2 separate regions of the Mus musculus genome follow, and region 2 is linked to region 1. The links are chromatin contacts, called in public HiChIP or PLAC-seq maps. All regions are on one chromosome and are shown on one strand. The core of a region is the stretch at or near the end of the contact, and the rest is flanking DNA. Distances in the headings are between cores, read along the strand shown.

Region 1 (3,617 bases), core at 784-3,283:
AGGGGTTCAGTGTAGGATCCTCCCCGCTTTGCTCCTCTACTGATCACAGCTCTGTGAGGATACTGTGGGAGGGGCTCAGTTCCAGGCTGGCTGGTTAGGCTCCAGAAGGGGCCCCTGCATAGGTGCCCTGGGAAGGAGAGATTATGGGATTGGCAGTCAGACCCTCATGCCCTCTAGTTCTTCCTTCTGATCAAGGCTTTCTCTGCCCAGCATGTTTGTGTGCGTATAGGACCCTGGGACCTCTCGGGGTCCCCTCAACTCTGTCCTAGGGCAGGGCTGGGATGTCTGTGATTATGCTTTTTTTTGGAGAAAGTCTTGCTCATTCAAGGGCTTCCCACCACTATTGAGGAGACTCCCCCCTGGCAGCAGAGGTTGGGTGGAGGGTGGCATCAGCTGATGTAGCCAGCTCTCCCTATGTAATCACAAGGAGGCAGCAACAAGGATGGTACCGAGACTGAGGAGGCTCCCTGGAGAGGATGCTGCAGTTCAGACAGAAGATGTCAAGGGCTTTCCTAGGGAGAGGGTGGCGTGCAAGCACGAAACAGAGGATGTTCTTTGCATCATCCCGCTTAAGTTTCCATTCTTCCTTCTTAGTGCCAAAGGAAGCTACTAAGCCCTACACAACCCAGGCATATCTGCAACCCAAGAGTAAGATCCTAAGCCACTAGCACAGAGAGAGCATGCTCAGCAAGCTAACTCAGTCACAGCATCTGCCATGTGCCCACACTCCAGCAAGGCAAAGCAATGCTTCCCGAGGCCATCCACAGGGGCTGAGCTGGGTCAGTCACTCCTGCTTTCATGATATCCTAGCCCACTATTTAGGGGATGGAGGACAAAGAGGACTTTGGAGACTGGAACTCAGGCTTCTTTGGTGATGTTGGCGGATTCCTCTAAGACTGGGTTGGGTCTGGCAGTGGTGGCGCACGCCTTTAATTCCAGCGCTCTGGAGACAGAGGAAGGTGGATCTGAGTTTGAGGCCAGCCTGGGCTACAGAGTGAGTTCCAGGACAGCCAAGGCTACACAGAGAAACCCTGTCTTGAAAAACAAACAAACAGAATAGTCTGAGTCTCCATAGCGGTTGCAGCAGTGTATGGCCAAGAATCAGTTCAAGGCCCTCCTGGTGTATACAGCAAGTTGACCAAGGTTCTGTCCCCAGCAACTACATGGAAAATCACAACTTTCTGTAACTCCAGTTCCAGGGGATCCAGTGTCCTCTTCTGGCCTCCAAGGGTTCCAGGCATGTACACGGTGCACAGACTTACATTCAGGCAAAACATTCATATGCATAAACAAATCAAAAACCAAAAAACCAAAACCCACCACAACCCCAAGTTTTCAGTTTGGGTTCAACCGCACCACATGTTAAGCCTCGAGCTAGCCAACACTGTCTCAGAGAAGGGAGTGAGAACGGGCCTTACTGAGTGCCTCTTGAATGTCAGCCACCGCACCAGACCCATTCCCAGGGACCCTCATGATGTTACGGTGAGGTGAGAAGTACTAAGCAACTGCAGGGCTGAAGCCACCCTTGGACTCCTCTGTGAATCAACGGGACAATTGTAGAATACAAACAAGGTACCTGCATGGTCAGTGAGATTGTTCTTCTCACAGCAGGGAAGGGAGGCCCTGAGTGGGGGAATGGAAGAGAGGGAGAAGAGACTCACAGGTATGCCTCTGGCTTTTCAGGAACCTAGGATTAACTCTCATTTGGAGCTGAGGCTCTTAGAGAGCTGGCTGGGGGAAGCAGGGGCTGGAGTGAGCCCACGGTGCTGTGGGTGTCGGCCTGAAATGAGTAGTTTCTGCTCCCTTGTACCCTCTGATAGAGCATCTCTGCTTTAACAGAGGTACAACCCACCAGCAGAGCCCCCAAACTCCCCCACCTGGCCAGCATCTTTACACCAGGGAACTCCGGGTCTCATTACACTGCCTTGTCTCTAAGTTGGGTGTGGCCACTAACTGGGGTTGGTGGTGAAGGGAGAGACTGCTTTGTCTGCAGGAGCCGTCTTTAATTTTTTTTCCCTATGACTCAGCATGGGTTGGATGCTGAGTCATACCTGGCAGGAGCCCCAGGATCCCAGGGACCATGTGAGGTCACCTCAGGCATCACCCTAAGGCTCAGAAAACATGCCTCAGCTTTAAAAATGCATGAGATAGGGGTACTGGCTGATCTTGCAAAGGATATGGGTTCAATTCCCAGTACCCACATGGTAGCTCACAACCACCTGTCACTCTAGTTACAAGTGATCCAACGACATCCCCTGGCTTCCTTAGGCACTGCATGAAAGTACACATAAACTCTACATATAAAATATAAATAAACCTTTTTTAAAAAAAAATGGGGCTGGAGAGATGGCTCAGTGGTTAAGAGCACTGACTGCTCTTCTAGAGGTCCTGAGTTCAATTCCCAGTTGTGACTTGGTGGCTCACAACCATATGTAATGGGGTCCGATGCCTTTTTTTCTGATGTGTCTGAAGACAGCAACAGTGTACTCATATACATAAAATAAATAAAATCTTAAAAAGGAAGAAATAGAGAGAAAGAGAAAGTAAAGAAAGGAAGGAAAGAGGGAAGGAAGAAAATGTATGAGATGAAGAAAGAAAGAAAAATGTATGAGATGAAGCACTCCAAAATGATGCTTTTGGGATCTTTGTCTCTCAGGATCACATTTTGTTGTCTGCTGGTCTCAGAGTCACTACACAACTAAAGATGACCTTCCTCTCAAGTGCTGGAATTATAGGCATGTGCCACTAAGACCAGATGTTTTTTTGTTTTGTTTTGTTTTGTTTTTTAAGATTTATCTTAAAAAAAATTTTTTTTAACATATCTGGGTGTTTTGCCTGCATGTATTATCTGTGTACCATGAGCATGCAGTGCCTGCAGAGGTCAGAAGAGGGCGATAGATCCTTGGAGCTGGAATTGCAGCTGGTTAGCTACTATGAGGGCTGAGATTTGAACAGTGTCCCTCTGAAAGAGCAGCCAGTGTTAGTAACAGCTGACTCACCTCTCCAGCCCTGACCTGGCTTGCTTTGTTTTGTTTCTTTGAGACAGGGTCTCACTACGAAGCCTTGGCTGTCCCGGAACTCACAATGTAAATCAGGATGACTTTAAATATCATAGCTATCGGCCTACCTCTGTCTCCTACATGCTAGGATTAAAAGCCTACACCACCACACCCAGCCCAGCTGGCCTTTTTACCAAGCCTTGCAGGTGGTTCTCACACTCTACAGGCAGTAACTGGAAGACAGCTAAGGGGCTAGGCCAGCTACTTCTTCTGGGGCTCTGTGCCTTTCCTCTTAGGGGCCCTGGTTGTGTTTGGTAAAATGCTACCTGGCACTGCAGAAGCTGCCATAACAGTGTCTGCCACACCCACACCTCCCCGAGTCACAAATGCTGGCCTTTTCATGGGGTAAAGGAACTGAGGTCCCAAGAAAAAGATCCTGGGCACAGCTGGAAGGAAGAACAGTAGGGAGGCTGAGCCCCTGTGCATCCCATGCCCACTGCTCCCTGATGGGTGGTTTGCCTCCAGTGTGCCAGGCCAGCAGGCTGTAGGATCAAGAGCTTCTATTTCTGCTCTGGGATGTTGGAAGGAAGCAGTTGAGATGCTGACAGCTGTGCAACA
Region 2 (3,617 bases), core at 777-3,276, 87 kb after region 1:
CACCCCAAGCTGAGACTAGAACATATACTCCTGCCAGTACCAGGTAAGATGGTTAATCTCTCTTAGTGGGCTCTAACTGGGGTGGGGGATCCTGTCTGACCTCTCATATGCCAAAGTTATGGCATTGAGTGTCTCTTTGCTTCCTATATGGGAGCTGCTTCTGTGCCCCCCTCATACACACACACACACACACACACACACACACACACACACACACACACTCATATTTCATATTCTTGGCCCTTGCCCAGTACAGGATGGGCAGAATGCCCAAAAGCTCCTGCCCCTAACCTCTATCCCAGACTTTCTTTGACCAAAGAGCCTAGAGGCACCTCAGCGACACTGCAGGCTCTGGCTCCTGAGACCTGGTGACAAGGAAGCTGGTGAGCCAGGCATAGTGACTCACACCTGTGATTCTCTACTCTTTGGAGGTAGAGGCAGGAGGATCATAAGTTCAAGGCCAGCATTGACTATATAAGATTCTATCACACACACACACACACACACACACACACACACACACACACACACACGAATAATAGGACTGAATATTCTATGATCCTCTTTCCTTCTCTAAAACTGAGCATACAGCTAAACTAGTTTTGAGGCTCTCTACAGACCTAAGAGCATTCTACAGTGAACCTCAAGACTCTTTCACAGCACTACCTCACCCCAGCTGGGCAAAGGGAGTGGCCTTCAGAGGGACAGGGGACAGCTGAAAGGAAGGCATCAGTCAGCTGCCTCCCAGACTCCAAGGGGCCTGGGGTGGAGAGACGAAGTATTTTTAGGTCTGACCTGACCCCCCCCCCCATACACACCCATCAACCACATCATGTTGCTTACAGTTGCTCCAGGCTGGCCACAGCAATGCAAGTGTTAATGCTATCCTTGGAGAAGGACAAGTCCTAGAGAAATCCCCTGGCATGGCCACCACATGCCCTGCTGGTCATTCTAGGGGGACCTTGTATGCCCAAGAACGCCCCTACCTAGGAATAACCCAGGCACATAGGAAAAGTGAACGTGCTAGAGGGCAGCGCCCCTCCCCCAGGTAAAACAGCGACCTCCACTCCAAGACAGTGAGTTGGCACCCATCCAACTTTCCAAACTTTGGCGGCTCCCACCCCTTGGGGCAGGGGGTGGGGTAAGCTAATGTGGGTGTTGGGAGTAGGGAAACATCCAAGACAGGGATGGAGACCAGGTGACTAGGGGAGGGCCTCCCTGAGCTGATCTCTTCTCCACCTTCGAAAGCCAATGTCTGAGCCTTCGAAGGCCTGTTGGCAACGCCCTCTGACCATCGTCTAGGCCTTTTCCCAGTATTACCCCCGCCCCACCCACACCCACTAGCGCCCCTAAACGTGCTCTGCGTCGCCCCCCTCGCCCGATTCGCTCTCCAGCCTCCCTCCAACTCCGCTTCTCAAGGCCTGGATTCCCCCCAACCCCCATCAGCATCCCCGCTGTCAGCCTGCTGGAGCCAGTACCCCAGCAGCAGGAACCTGGACGCGGGGGAGACCTGGAGGCGAGGTTGACAGGCATTCCAACCGCCTCCTCTCCGCTCCGCAGCACCGCAACCCGACTCGGACCAATAGTCCATCGATCATTAACCCTCGAGAATGGAGGGTCGCGCAGACACCCCTCTCCCATCCACGCGGGGCATATAACCCTTTCCTTCCCGGGGCTTTCCAAGCCGACCCCAAGATCCGTAGGAGCGGCCCTTTCCCTCGAGCTTGCCACCTCGCCTTACCTGTGGGCTGGGGTCGAAGACCTCCATAGGGATCTCTTGGGAAGGTGGGTAAGGGCCCCGGGACATGCCGCTCTTCTGGACCATGGAGAGGATCCTCCGGTCCGGCCGCCCTCCCAGCCCAGCCGGGCGCTCTCAGCGCATGGGAGAGGCCGTCCGAGCCCAGAGCAGCGCGGCGTCGCGCAGCCAGCACCGGGTGCAGTCTCCCAGCTGGACCTCCGGCTGCACGCTCGCCGCCTTGCTTGCCCTCCCGGCTCGCGCTGTGCTCTCTGCGGCCGCTGCCGCCGTCGCCGCCGCCGCCGCCTCCGCCCCTGAAGGTTCAGCATCTCCCCCCGCCCCTCCCTCGCTCCCGCCCCGCGCCGCGGCCCCGCCCCTCGAGCCCCTCAACCGGCTGCGCGCAGACAATGGCCGAGTGGCGTAGCCCCGCTGGCCTCCAGAACGTGGAGGGGCTCGATCGCTGTCCTCCGATTAGACTGGGATGAGGGCGGCCTGCAGGGGACTAAGGGGAAACCGGCCTTGAGGCTGGGATGGAGGTGGGGGGCGTTTACCAGTGTGTGCCAAGCGTTGATGGGGGGGTGGGGAGGTGGTGAAACGCCGCTCGGTATGACTGGTACCGCCTCCCTTTCTGTCCCAAACTACTCTCTCAGCTGGTCTCCCTGAGCGACTCTAGCTTGGGCCACCGGAACTTCCCGGTCCCTGTGATCCTGGGACCTGCCTTTAACTCCTTTCTCCCCAGTGTCAGGCCCAGGCCGCCATGAAACTAGCTGAGTAGACCTCCCTCTCCAACCGGGCTCTAGGTCTACTGGCCCCAGCCGGGCCTGGATGATGGGGTGAGTGTCCAAAGAAGGCCACCAGGGACATTAGGATTGCTATCCAGGGACCCAGGAATGCTTCGACCTCATCAGTTACTGAGGTCTCATAGGCTCTTCCAAAAGGCCAGGAGTCAGGCTTGGCAAGTCCCTGTTGCTTCTAAGAGAAGGGGAAGAGGAGGAAGTATAAACGGGGGGAGGAGCTATTCAAAATTATACACCATGACTGTTGACCTAGGGTTGTCTCTCTCCTTTATCCTTGACTGAGGAACAAATGTCCCAGAACTGTGGCTCCGGCTCAGCTGGTTATTGGATCCTAAAAGGGTCGACCTCCACCAAGCAGTGGTGGAGCACACATTTAATCCCAACACTATGGAGACAGAGGCAGGTCAGCCTCATTTACATAGTGACCCTCAGGACAACCTGGGCTACATAGAGAAGCCCCGTCTCAAATAAACAAACAAGCATTCTTTGTTTCCTACAGTGTTGCTAATACTATGGTATCTTTGCCCACTGAAATTCTTGGCAAGATGAGAGAACAGTAAGAGGCCCAGAAGCTGGGTCTGATGGTGTACAGCCATGTTGGGGGCTTGAGGCCAGCCTAGATCACATCATGAGTTTGAGGCCAGCCTTAGCTACATAGAGAGACCCTGTCACAAAACATGAATGAACAAGGAGGCTGGAGAAATGGCTCAGTGGTTAAGAGCACTAGCTATTTGCTCTTCCAGAGGTCCTGAGTTCAATTCCCAGCAACCACATGTTGGCTCACAACCGTTTGTAATGGCTTCTGATACCCTCTTCTGATGTGTCTGAAGACATCTACAGTAACTCATATAAATAAAATAAACCTTAAAAAAAAACATGAATGAACAAACAAAAAAAGTCCCACAACAAAAAAATGATGGCTGGGCTTCTGGGGGTGCTTAATGAGCAGCATGGGAGCCATCTGTGGCAAGAGGACCAGTTCTTCCTCCTCCATCCAGCTCAGAGAGCAGAGAGATAAGAAGATGAAGCCGGAGCCAGTCATGGTGGCGCACGCCTTTAATCCCAGCACTCGGGAGGCAGAGGCA

Evidence for each region. HiChIP or PLAC-seq counts read pairs in DNA pulled down with a chosen protein or histone mark.
Region 2: an H3K4me3 HiChIP or PLAC-seq map of bone marrow-derived macrophages shows a contact between it and region 1, with 2.7 times the contacts expected there. The contact joins the promoter of Cacnb1 here to the enhancer-like site in region 1. A contact is called at or near these places in 6 of 39 promoter capture datasets (the C10 cell line, embryonic stem cells, hippocampal neurons and 3 more), 1 of 15 datasets of contacts at CTCF or cohesin (large pre-B cells), 5 of 484 Hi-C or Micro-C datasets (the N1E-115 cell line, bone marrow-derived macrophages, cerebral cortex and 2 more), 15 of 115 datasets of contacts at active chromatin or transcription factors (CD8 T cells, the SCID.adh cell line, T-cell acute lymphoblastic leukemia and 9 more) and 3 of 9 other capture datasets (adipose tissue, liver and pancreatic islet).

What each region holds. Positions count from the first base shown.
Region 1 is chr11:97,934,063-97,937,679 of GRCm38.p6, forward strand. The region is part of intron 9 of Plxdc1 (plexin domain containing 1); the gene reads right to left. Among named protein-coding and RNA genes, the nearest start is that of Plxdc1, 51 kb to the right of the region's middle. Within about 2 kb of position 2,034, at least 43 of the 459 cell types and tissues checked have an H3K27ac peak or open chromatin away from gene starts, as enhancers often do. A contact at or near this core is called in the N1E-115 cell line, bone marrow-derived macrophages and pancreatic cancer cells, where this site is marked.
Region 2 is chr11:98,020,601-98,024,217 of GRCm38.p6, forward strand. Cacnb1 (calcium channel, voltage-dependent, beta 1 subunit) reads right to left here and starts at 2,027. Exons shown (of 14, transcript NM_001282977.1): 1 at 1,742-2,027. The coding sequence starts at 1,825. It also overlaps a transcript of Rpl19 not described here.